3 separate regions of the Mus musculus genome follow, and all the other regions are linked to region 1. A link is a contact called in public Hi-C and HiChIP or PLAC-seq data. All regions are on one chromosome and are shown on one strand. Each heading gives the region's core, a stretch centred on a gene start, on an enhancer-like site or on the middle of the called end of the contact. The rest is flanking DNA. Distances are from core to core; before and after follow the strand shown. Region 1 overlaps Fbxw13 (F-box and WD-40 domain protein 13). Region 2 has its middle 6.5 kb from the start of Fbxw23. Region 3 has its middle 29 kb from the start of Fbxw15.

The links. A called contact is a pair of places that touch in the nucleus more often than the background predicts. HiChIP or PLAC-seq counts read pairs in DNA pulled down with a chosen protein or histone mark.
Region 2: a contact with region 1 is called in an H3K27ac HiChIP or PLAC-seq map of embryonic stem cells, with 7 times the contacts expected there. The contact joins two enhancer-like sites. A contact is called at or near these places in 2 of 39 promoter capture datasets (hippocampal neurons and liver) and 2 of 115 datasets of contacts at active chromatin or transcription factors (both in embryonic stem cells).
Region 3: a contact with region 1 is called in a Hi-C map of embryonic stem cells, with 6 times the contacts expected there. The contact joins two enhancer-like sites. A contact is called at or near these places in 2 of 39 promoter capture datasets (embryonic stem cells and liver), 1 of 484 Hi-C or Micro-C datasets (embryonic stem cells), 2 of 115 datasets of contacts at active chromatin or transcription factors (acute myeloid leukemia and embryonic stem cells) and 2 of 9 other capture datasets (embryonic stem cells and macrophages).

The regions. Positions count from the first base shown.
Region 1 is chr9:109,176,163-109,179,563 of GRCm38.p6, forward strand. It overlaps Fbxw13 (F-box and WD-40 domain protein 13), which reads right to left. Exons shown (of 10, transcript NM_177598.3): 10 at 3,065-3,222. The coding sequence ends at 3,117. Among named protein-coding and RNA genes, the nearest start is that of Fbxw21, 16 kb to the left of the region's middle. Within about 2 kb of position 1,254, at least 7 of the 459 cell types and tissues checked have an H3K27ac peak or open chromatin away from gene starts, as enhancers often do. A contact at or near this core is called in embryonic stem cells, where this site is marked.
Region 2 is chr9:109,547,888-109,551,554 of GRCm38.p6, forward strand. No RefSeq gene overlaps it. Among named protein-coding and RNA genes, the nearest start is that of Fbxw23, 6.5 kb to the left of the region's middle. Within about 2 kb of position 1,479, at least 7 of the 459 cell types and tissues checked have an H3K27ac peak or open chromatin away from gene starts, as enhancers often do. A contact at or near this core is called in embryonic stem cells, where this site is marked.
Region 3 is chr9:109,595,450-109,598,826 of GRCm38.p6, forward strand. No RefSeq gene overlaps it. Among named protein-coding and RNA genes, the nearest start is that of Fbxw15, 29 kb to the left of the region's middle. Within about 2 kb of position 2,007, at least 5 of the 459 cell types and tissues checked have an H3K27ac peak or open chromatin away from gene starts, as enhancers often do. A contact at or near this core is called in embryonic stem cells, where this site is marked.

The DNA.
Region 1 (3,401 bases), core at 4-2,503:
TGGAACTTTGTTTTAGATTATTAGAATAACCAATCCCTTGGAGGTGAGTTAGCACATCAGCTTCCAGTGTCTATCAATCCTTCAAACCTTTTTTTCTTCTTCATTAATTTAAGGTTAGATCTCTTACTGGTAATACATTGAACCCAGTACACATCAGAGGAACCAAAGCCACTTTGTCCCCTCTCACTCTTAACAAATTTGGGAGAGAGGGGATACAAGAGAACTAAAGCAAGTTGAGCAATTCTTTTGTCAGCAGGTCTGGTAAACACTTTTCTAGGGACTAGTCAGGATGACAAAGACAAAAGGAATGCCACATAAGCCTCCACTGAGCCCACCATGAGCTTTGCCTTAACTCAAATGTAAATGCTTCTTAATCTGGGTCTATTTCCTGAGGTCTGGCCCAATGATTACCCTTCCTGCATGGAGGACAGATTCTAGGGGAGTGATTCTGCAGCCTGTCTATGCCTCTATTTTTTTGGACAGTCTTTCCTTAAATGACCTATCCCCCAATAATTAAAACATTCCTTATCTCATCGTTGCTGTGAAAGCATTGCTTATACTGTAATCCCCTGCAAGGCAACAGCCATAGCCAGACCCTGATTGTATTAGGGTCCAATTTCTGTAAAAAGACATGTGCCACACCAAACCCTGTAGAATCTATGTGACAAGTTTCACAGACAGAGGCAATATACTTCAAAATAAGGAGGTCTCTTGGAACAGGTTGTGGAACTCTTGGCCAGAAGAAAATATTGAGCCATAGTTCTCTTGGCAACTTATTTGTTTTATGTTTTCTATCCCATTTTCTAATTTATGAGTTGTTCCTGATAGTCTAGGCTAAGATCTTAAATAAGAATAATGGTTAAGAAACCATCCCTTGAGATGGGATCACTAACATGACCTTATCTCTGGGGAAACCAATACTTTATGAATCATTTACGAAATTATATAATAGTACTGTGGCAGATTAAAAACTTTCCCAACAATAAAACTTCATATGGCTACATGTGTGTCATTGGAGGTTGGCTTTGGTATATGGTAAAGAAAGCCTGAAATAAAAAGAATTAAAATAGTTTAAAATTATGCATAGAGCCATCACGGGTTCTGATCAAGCTTCAAAGTTTAATTCTGCAGCTCCAGCTTATAAAGGGAAGACCACAAAACCCATCCTTTCAGCTGGATTGTGTTGCAAAGCAAGCTCAGCATGCAGTCTATTCCCTCTAAGTTCCTGTGGGAATCTGCAGGTGCAGCAAGGCAAACAACTCCACCTAGGTCATAAAACCCATTGTAGCAAGCACTCAAGGTCTGTGACCCTGCTCAAGGATGGGGGAAGGGCATGAAACACTGAAATTCATTAAGGAATTTCTTAAAATTCTATGAACAAATTGTCTGTTTTTTTCAGTTGGTAATATTTTCATTCCCAAGTCCCTTCTGTTTAGTCATATAGCCTTATTTACTTACTTGATAAATGGTTTTGTCACACAGTCTAAGCTACCTTGAGCTCCCTGTGATCAGGGTCAGCCTCCTGAGTGCTAGGATTCCAGTCATATACTTTCCTTACCTAGACAGTCAGGGAGCTTGTTTTGCATGTATTTATATATGTATGTATGTATGTATGTATGTATGTATGTATGTTGGTTTGTTTTGCTTGAATGTGTACCAGAAGCATGTAGTTACCTCAGAGGCCAGAAGAGGGTGTTGGATCGCTGGAACTGGATTGTCAGTTGTGAACTGCCATGTGGGTGTTGGGAATTGAACCTGGGTCCTCTGGAAGAGCAGCTTTGGTCTTAACTGCTAAGCCTTGTCTCAAGTCCTTTGGTTTTATTTCTTTTGAGAGGCAGTGTCATGTAACATGAGCAAACCTCGAGCTCGCCGTATGGTTTAGGATTCCTTTACTTTTGCCCCTCAAGTGTCTGAGCTATGGGGTTTCTTTCCTTGCATGATTCTTTGTGTTTTGCATGTGTGTACATGTGTGGTATTCTGAATGAGAATGGCTCCCATAAGCTTGGTCAATAGTTGGTGCAACTATTTTGGAAGGATTAGGAGGTGTGGCCCTGTTGGAAGGGTTGTGGACAGTATTTGAGGTTTAAAAAGACTTGTCATTCCCATGGTGTCTCTTTGCTTCCTATGTGAAGATCAAGATGTGCACTCTCCACTGTTCCTGCCTCCATGCCTTTGCTCCACCTTATTGACTCTAATCCTTTTAAACCATAGGCTCAATTAGACTTTAATTTTCCATTTTAAGGGTTTTCAAGACAGGGTTTCTCTGTGTACATATATGTTTATATCACTGACTGTCCTGGAACTCACTCTGTAAAACAGGCTGGCTTGTACTCGGTTCTAGCTGACTCCCAAGTGGTGAGATTAAAGGTGTGCTCAGCTACCACCTGGCTTTTAATAATTATTATTTTTTGCTTTTCTTCTTTTAGTTTTTTTTTTAAAAAAGATTTTGTATGTGTTTTTGTTTTGCTGATAAGTATGTCTTTGTGAAGGGTAACATATCTGCCAGAACTGGAGTTACAGTGTTAGCTGCTCTCTGTGTGCTAACAATTGAACCCAGGTCCTGTGGAAGAGCAGCCAGTGGTCTTCACTGCTGAACCTTCTCTCTAGCCCATGTGCCATTGATTTAAAAAGTGGTTTGAGAAAAAAAAAAGCAGTCAAGAATTCAAAAGAGAATAGTGAGGAGAGGTATATGGAAATGTTTAAAGGAGGAAGGGGGGAATGGGTAATTATAGTCTCATAAAGGGTCTTTTTTATTTTAACTTTCCTCATGGCTTCTTCAGTGATAAGGTGCCCACATGTCCTAGTCATCTGAGTCAACCCTATAGCCATGAAATGACAGATGTCATAGCCAAGTAGCTTGTACATCTAGTCACAGGTTTTGTTTCAGATATAGTTTCTCATGATATAGCCCTGGTTGGCTTTGAACTAGCTCTGAGGACCAGACTGGCCTCAGAACCCAGATCTTCCTCCTGCCTCTGCCTTCCCAGAGTCAGGATTAAAAGTGTGCACCACCATATTTGGCCTCTTTATTTCTTAGCAACACCAAAATCACCAGCCTGTGCTTGCAAATAGACTTTTATTATCATCGAGGAAGAATACACACAACCCACTCAGTTTTAAAGATCAGATGTCAAGATATATGCCATCAGAAAGCTGGGGATGGAATGAGTTGTCATCACTCGAATTATGCTCATATCATCACATAGTGTTTTGTTAATGAAGCTGCCAAAGGGAAAAAACCAACGTGTTAGTACTCAAATGGGAGTGAGGTTTATCAACTGGTAATTAAAGAACTGTCTTTTCATCACAGTTTTGAATCTGTTTAAAACTTTTTTTTTTTTTTTTTCTGAGACAGGGTTTCTCTGTATAGCCCTGGCTGTCCTGGAACTCATTTTGTAAAC
Region 2 (3,667 bases), core at 229-2,728, 370 kb after region 1:
CAACAACTGATCATAGTCTATATAATGTATCTGTTGTTGGCTACTAGCTTCCTCTATTTTCTGCAAAGCTACTTGTCCCCCATCAGTTAATTGTCCAGGGGAATTAAAATTTGCATACCCTTTGAGAATATCAAACAGGGGCTTAAGTTCCTGGGGTAAGCTTAAGAGGAGGTCTTAGCCAATTAACATCTCCTAAAAGCTTTTTAAAGTAAGTAAACTATCTTTTTTTATTTAAATTTTCTGTGCTACAGTTTGTTTTGGAAAGAACTGATGTTCCAAATATTGAAAAGAATATTGTCTTTGAATCTTTTATGGAGCAACAACTACTCCCCAGAATTTTAATGCTCATTGTATAAGAGCAAAGGGTTGTAGTAAAAGGCCTTCAATGGAATCAGCTAATCAAATACACTCCATATAAAGAATAATATACATGGAAAGATTCAAAGTCCTAACTTCTCGTATTGAAGCAGATGCAAGATTTTTTTACACAGTATAGGGCTATTAGCCATGCCTTCAGTCAAAACATTCAAAATACACACACACACATATTATATATTATAATATATATAATTAATATATATAATTATATTATAATATATAATTATAATACACACACACACACACACACACACACATATATATGGACTCAGAGGAGGCTTATGTGGCATTCCTTTTGTCTTTGTCATCCTGATTAGCACTGAGCAAGGTGTTTACCAGACCTAGCAGAAGAATTACTCAACTTGTTTTACTTGCCTTGCATCCCCCCCTCCCAAATTTGTTAAGAGTAAGAGAGAACAAGGTGACTTTGGTTTCTCAGAGGTATACTGGGTTCAATCTATTACTAGTAAGAGATCTCACCTTAAATTAATAATTGAAGAAAATAGCTTTGAAGAATTAATAGACACTGGAGCTGATGAACTCACTCACTGCCAAGAGATTGGTTATTCTAAATCAAAGTTCCAAACTTAAGTTTTAGGAAAGGTTAATGAAGCTAGAGACTTATGAAGGCATTACAAACTGGCTTACCTACTCCATCTGCCTTTCCAAAATATAGGGATATGATTATTATAGATTCAAAAGATTGTTTTTATACTATTTTTTGCATGTCCCAAAGGGACCTAGATTTAACCAGGACTAAAGATAGCTTCAATAGGAGCCAGAGAGGAAGCAGGACATCTCCCAATTTCCAACTGTCCCTAGGAGAGCTCAGAAATACCTTATGTCCATTTTTTGGCTAACACATCCTAGACAGGGGACAACTGCTTTTCTGAAACCTATTCTCTCTCTCTCTCTCTCTCTCTCTCTCTCTCTCTCTCTCTCTCTCTCTCTCTCTCTCTCTCAGAGCCATGCACAGCATAAATCTTCTTGAGCTAAGAATTTTTCTATCATCTGTTTTTTAAACCCTGCTCCTCTCACCCAATTCAGCTCTTGGCTGCAGATATATCCCTATATAGAATTCCTCTGTCCCAATGCACTGTCACCCCTGGATGAAATCAGCATCTGGTCAGCATCACTCCAGCCTAGCTGTATCCTGCTTAACTGCACCTCCTGCAACAACAGCCTCCAAAAAGTAAACTTTATACCTAAGATTACCATTAATGCTGTTTGTTTCTTAGTGTGCAGGATACTGTTACTTTTCCTCTATTTTCTATGGACCTCTACCCAAGACAGTGTTTCTCATTGGTTTGCCCTACCCCCCAGATTTCAGACCCATTTTTTTGGTGCTACCTATAGCTAGCTGTACAGGAGCCATAGAAATCTGGGTTTACATAAAAAGGGGGCTGGAAATGAAAAAGGATGGGGTGTGAGAGAAGGATAGAGCCAAGAGACGCTTTTCTGATCAACGCTCAAAGTTTAATTCTGCAGCTCCAGTTTATAAAGGGAAGACCACAAAACCCATCCTTTGTTTCAGCTGGATTGTGTTGCAAAGCAAGCTCAGCATGCAGTCTATTCCCTCTGAGTTCCTATAGGAAACTGCAGGTGCAGCAAGAAAGACAACTCCACCTAGTTCATAAAACCCAATTTGGCAAGCACTCACAGTCTGTTTAGCCTTTGGAAGGATAGAAGGAAGGGCACAAAACACTGAATTTTGTTGTGAAATTCCTTAAAATTCTATGAAGAAATTGTCTCTGTTTTGCCTGCTTTTTTCAGTTGGTAATATTTTCATTCCCCAACTCAGAAAATTCTCTTCTGTTTAGACATATAGCCTCATTTACTTACTTGAGGGTTTTGTCACACAGTCTCAGCTACCTTGAGCTCCCTGTGGTCAGGCACAGCCTCCTAAGTGCTGGGTCTCCAAGGATACACATCCCTTACCTAGACAGTCAGGGAGCTTGTTTTACGTGTGTGTGTGTGTGTGTGTGTGTGTGTGTGTGTGTGTGTGTGTGTGTTGGTTTGTTTTGCCTGAATGTGTACCAGAAGCATGTAGTTACCTCAGAGGCCAGAAGAGGGTGTTGGATCGCTGGAACTGTATTGTCAGTTGTGAACTGCCCTGTGGGTGCTGGGAATTGAACCTGGGTCCTCAGGAAGAGCAGCTCTGGTCTTAACTAGCAAGCCTCGTCTCTAGTCCTTTGGTTTAATTTCTTTTGAGAGGCAGTGTCATGTACCCCAAGAGAGCCTTGAGCTCACCTTATAGTTTAGGATTCCTTTAAGGCTTTTGCCTCTCAAGTGGCTTAGCTATAGGGTTTCTTTGTTTGCATGGTTCTGTGTGCTATGCACTTGTGTGCATGTGTGGTAATCTGAATGAGAATGGCTCTCATAAACTTGGCAACTAGTTAGTGGAACTATGTTGGAAGGATTAGGAGGTGTGGCTTGGTTGGAGGGGTTGTGTCACTGTGGACAGGCTTTGAGGTTTAAAAAGACTTGTCATTCCCATGCTTTCTCTTTGTTTCCTATGTGCAGGTCAAGAAGTGCACTCTTCATTGTTCCTGCTCCATGCCTTTACTCCACTCTATTGATTCTAATCCTTTTAAACCATAAGCTCAATTATCTCTAATTTTCCATTTTAAGGTTAATCTAGACAGGGTTTCTCTGTGTACATATATGTACATAACCCTGACTGTCCTTGAACTCACTCTGTTAACCAGGCTGGCTTGTGCTCAGTTCTGGCTGACTCTGTCTCCCAAGAGGTGGGATTAAAGGTGTGCTCTGCCACCATTGAGCCATCTCACCAGTCCCAGGTCCATATGATTTTTTTTAAAGATTTATTTTTTATTATACATAAGTACACTGTAGCTGTCTTCAGACACACCAGAAGAGAGCATTGGATCTCATTACAGATGGTTGTGAGCCACCATGTGGTTGCTGGGATTTGAACTCGGGACCTCCGGAAGAACAGTCATTGCTCTTAACCGCTGAGCCATCTCTGACTATTAACAATTATTTTCTTTGCTTCTTTTCTTTTTTAAAAAAGATTTTTATGTGTGTTGCTGTTCTGCCTATATGTATATCTGTGTGAAGGGTAACATATCCTCTGGAATGGATTACAGACAGTTGTTAGCTATGGTCTTTATGCCAGAAATTGAATCCAGGCACTCTGGAAGAACAGCAAGTGGTCTTCACTACCAAGTCATCTCCCCAGGCCATATGCTCTGGGTTTAAAAAGTGGTTTGGGAGAAAAAAAGAGGTCAAGAAATCCTTAGAGAACAGTGAGGAGAGGTATATGTGA
Region 3 (3,377 bases), core at 757-3,256, 420 kb after region 1:
TGAGGGTCTCCAAAAATTCTGCCAGCTGCTTTTAGCAGTCTCTTCAAAAATACCTGAAATGGTTCATGGGGACCTTATTTTGTCCCAGATAAACTCCCACTGAGATTTCTTATCTATCATGGTGAGTCAAATTTCCTTCTATCACTGTATCTGATAAAGCTTATGTAAAAGGGGCCGCAGGCCAGTGCTGTGCTACAGCTCTTTTTAACTCTTTATTACTCTTGCAGTCATCTCCACTTGCTTGAATTTTTCTTCATTACAAATATGGGTGAGGTAAAACTAGTGAGCCTGTGATCGAAGTGAAAACTGCAGCCAATGGAACACTGGCAGATTACTATAATTTTCAAGTTTGTTTTGCAATTTTAGAACATAACCGGAGTTTTGGAAAACAAACCCAATTATTAACAGTGTAAACAATCCATTCTCTTTAAAAATCAATACGAGGAGTATTACTTTCACTTTAAAATGTTTGGCTTCCAGTTTTTATATATGAATGCATGACAGAGCAGCTTTTAATACCTCATTAAAGAGACACTGTTTTAAATCCTATCCTTTATGAGTATAGTTTCTAGGATAGGATAGGGTTGGCTCATGCCAAGTATTGTTGTTTAGAATGATTCCAACCCTGAGTTACCAGGTTTAAGTTAACTTACTCTTAGCAATATTAGAAATTTCTAATCATACCCAATAACTTATAAGTCAACACTTTATAACCAAGACATGCCGAACATATTTATACCTTTAAAACCACTCAGAAACAAAAATGAAGTAGTACACACATCTTTTATATTTAGACCAAACAAAATTTTCTCATCCTTTCTAGCTGTAATTTCAAGGGAAAAACACCCTGTCTCCAGCTGAGCTTGACTCCCAGTTATCATGCAGGATAACTTATTAGTTTCTGCTCTGCAAATTAAGACTGCATTCTAAACAAGTTAGATTAAATCGAGGGGTGGATAGCCAGAGATAAAGTTTTAACCATTTTTCCTTTTCAACATGAAACATAGAACAACAATCATTCAAATTATGAAATGAAAATAGACATAAATTGACACACATGGACAGATTGGTGCACCAAGGGCAGACAATAAACAGAGAGAGAAGAGAATTTCGTGTCCCAAAGGGACCTAGATTTAACCAGGACTAAGGATATCTCCAGTAGGAGCCAGAGAGGAAGCTGGATAGCAATTTCCAACTGTCACTAGGAGAGTTCTGAAATAGCTTATGTACATTTTGCTAACAGGTCCTGGACTGGGGAAACCTATTCTCTCTCTTTATTTATCTCTCTTTCTTTCTACTTCTCTGAGACACTCAGTGCATAAATTCAATTGAGCTAAGAATTTTTCTAACATCTGTTTTTTACAAACCTTGCTCCTCTCTCCTGATGGAGCTCTTGGCTACAGATATATCCCTATATAAAATTCCCCTGTCCAATGCGCTTTCGCCCCTGGGTGAAATCAGCATCTGGTCAGCATCACTCCAGCCTCGCTGTATCCTGCTTAAATGCATGACCTGCAACAACAGCCTCCAAAAAATAAACTTTATATCTAGTGCTACCATTAATGCTGTTTGTTTCTTAGTGTGCAGGATACCGTTACTTTTCCTCTGTTTTCTCTGGACCTCTACCCAAGACAGCATTTCTCAGTGGGTCAACCCATTTTAGACCCCTTGTTCCAGCATCACCTGTATATTTCCAATGCCCATGGAAAACTGGGTTTACCTGAATGGGGTTCTGGAAATGGAAAAAGATAGTGTGTGTGAGAAGGATAGAGCCAAAAGAAGGATCTGATCAAAACTCAAAATTCAATTCTGCAGCTCCAGCTCATAAAGGAAAGACCACAAAACCCATCCTTTGTTTCAGCTGGATTGTGTTGCAAAGCAACCTTAGCTGGCCAGTCAATTCCCTCTAAGTTCCTAAAGGAAATGGCAGGTGCAGCAAGGCAGACAACTCCACTTAGGTCATAAAATCCATTGTTCTAAGCATTCAAGTTCTGTTTTCACTACTCAAGGATGGGGGAATGTAGGGCAGCAGGCATGGGGGAATAAAGGGAGAGGGAGGAAATAGGAGTCCCCTCAGAGTTCTGGTGCTCTGGGCAGGCAGAATAGGGAGAACTGCCATAAGCTTTCCACTGGGCCCCAGGTGGGTGTCTGCCTGTGGGAAGCCATAGAACTCAGCCTGCCAGGGCTGGGTGTAGAAAAAGGGCAGGCATTCTGAAGTCTCTGGGCCTCAATGAGTCCAGAGATAACAGGTTCTCAGTCTTAGGCATCCCAAACAGAATTTGATACCTTGGAAATGCTGAGAACAAAGTGGGAGCCCTGAGGGTGGCTCAGCCAGCCTCATGGTCAAAGGAAGGAGGCAGGGGAATAAGGGGCACTGGGTGTTTCCCATGCAGGCAAGAATCCTTGGTACAGTCCATGGAGGAGGAAGGGCACAGGAAGGCCTTCAAGAAAGTTAGACATGGCTCTTCAGGGGAAATCCTACCCCATCATTCAAGCACATCAGGCCATGATGAGCAGAGACAGTCTACTGTTTTAGATCTCTATTGTAGAAAGGCAGGGAGAAAGAGAGAAAGGAGAGAGAGAGAGAGAGAGAGAGAGAGAGAGAGAGAGAGAGAGAGAGAGAGAGAGAGAGAGAGAGAGGCTGACCATGGCCAAGTGGAGAGAAGAGGGGGAAGAGACGAGAAAGGAGAGCTAGAAATGAGAGTAAGAAAGGTGAGAGTCTAAGAGAGAGAGAGGAAGGGCCAAGCAACTCTAGTTCCTTTTCTAGTGGGCTGGGCTACAGTCTTGTTGCCAGGTAACTGTGGAGAGGACCATATCAGGCCTCATACTCAGGTAACTATGAGGGTGGAGTCAAGCTAGAATGCCAGGAGCTTGGGGCTTTGTCTGAATGACTGACAGTGACAGAATTATGGTGTTGGTGACTCTGTGGTATCAGACACCTCCCTGGGAACGTGGCTCACTGTCCCATCCCTTGTAAAATTTTCAACTGGGTCTCAAGAGCAAGCCTCTTTCAACCAAACCAGGCTGCTTTTCAGGGCCCCACAGGGGAATGGCACAAACTCTGAAAATCATTAAGAAATTATTTAAAATTCTATGAACAAATTGTCTCTGTTTTGCCTGCTTTCTTAATTTATTAATATTTTCATTCCTCAACTCAGAAAAGTCTCTTCTGTTTGGCAATATTGCCTTATTTACTTGAGAAAGGGTTTTGTCACACAGTCTAAGCTACCTTGAGCTCCCTGTGGTCAGGCTCAGCCTCCTTAGTGCTGGGTCTCCAGTCATAAACTCCCCTTACCTAGAGAGTCAGTCAGTCAGGGAGCTTCTTTTGCATGTATGTATGCATGCTTTGCCTGAATGTGTACCAAAAGCATGTAGTT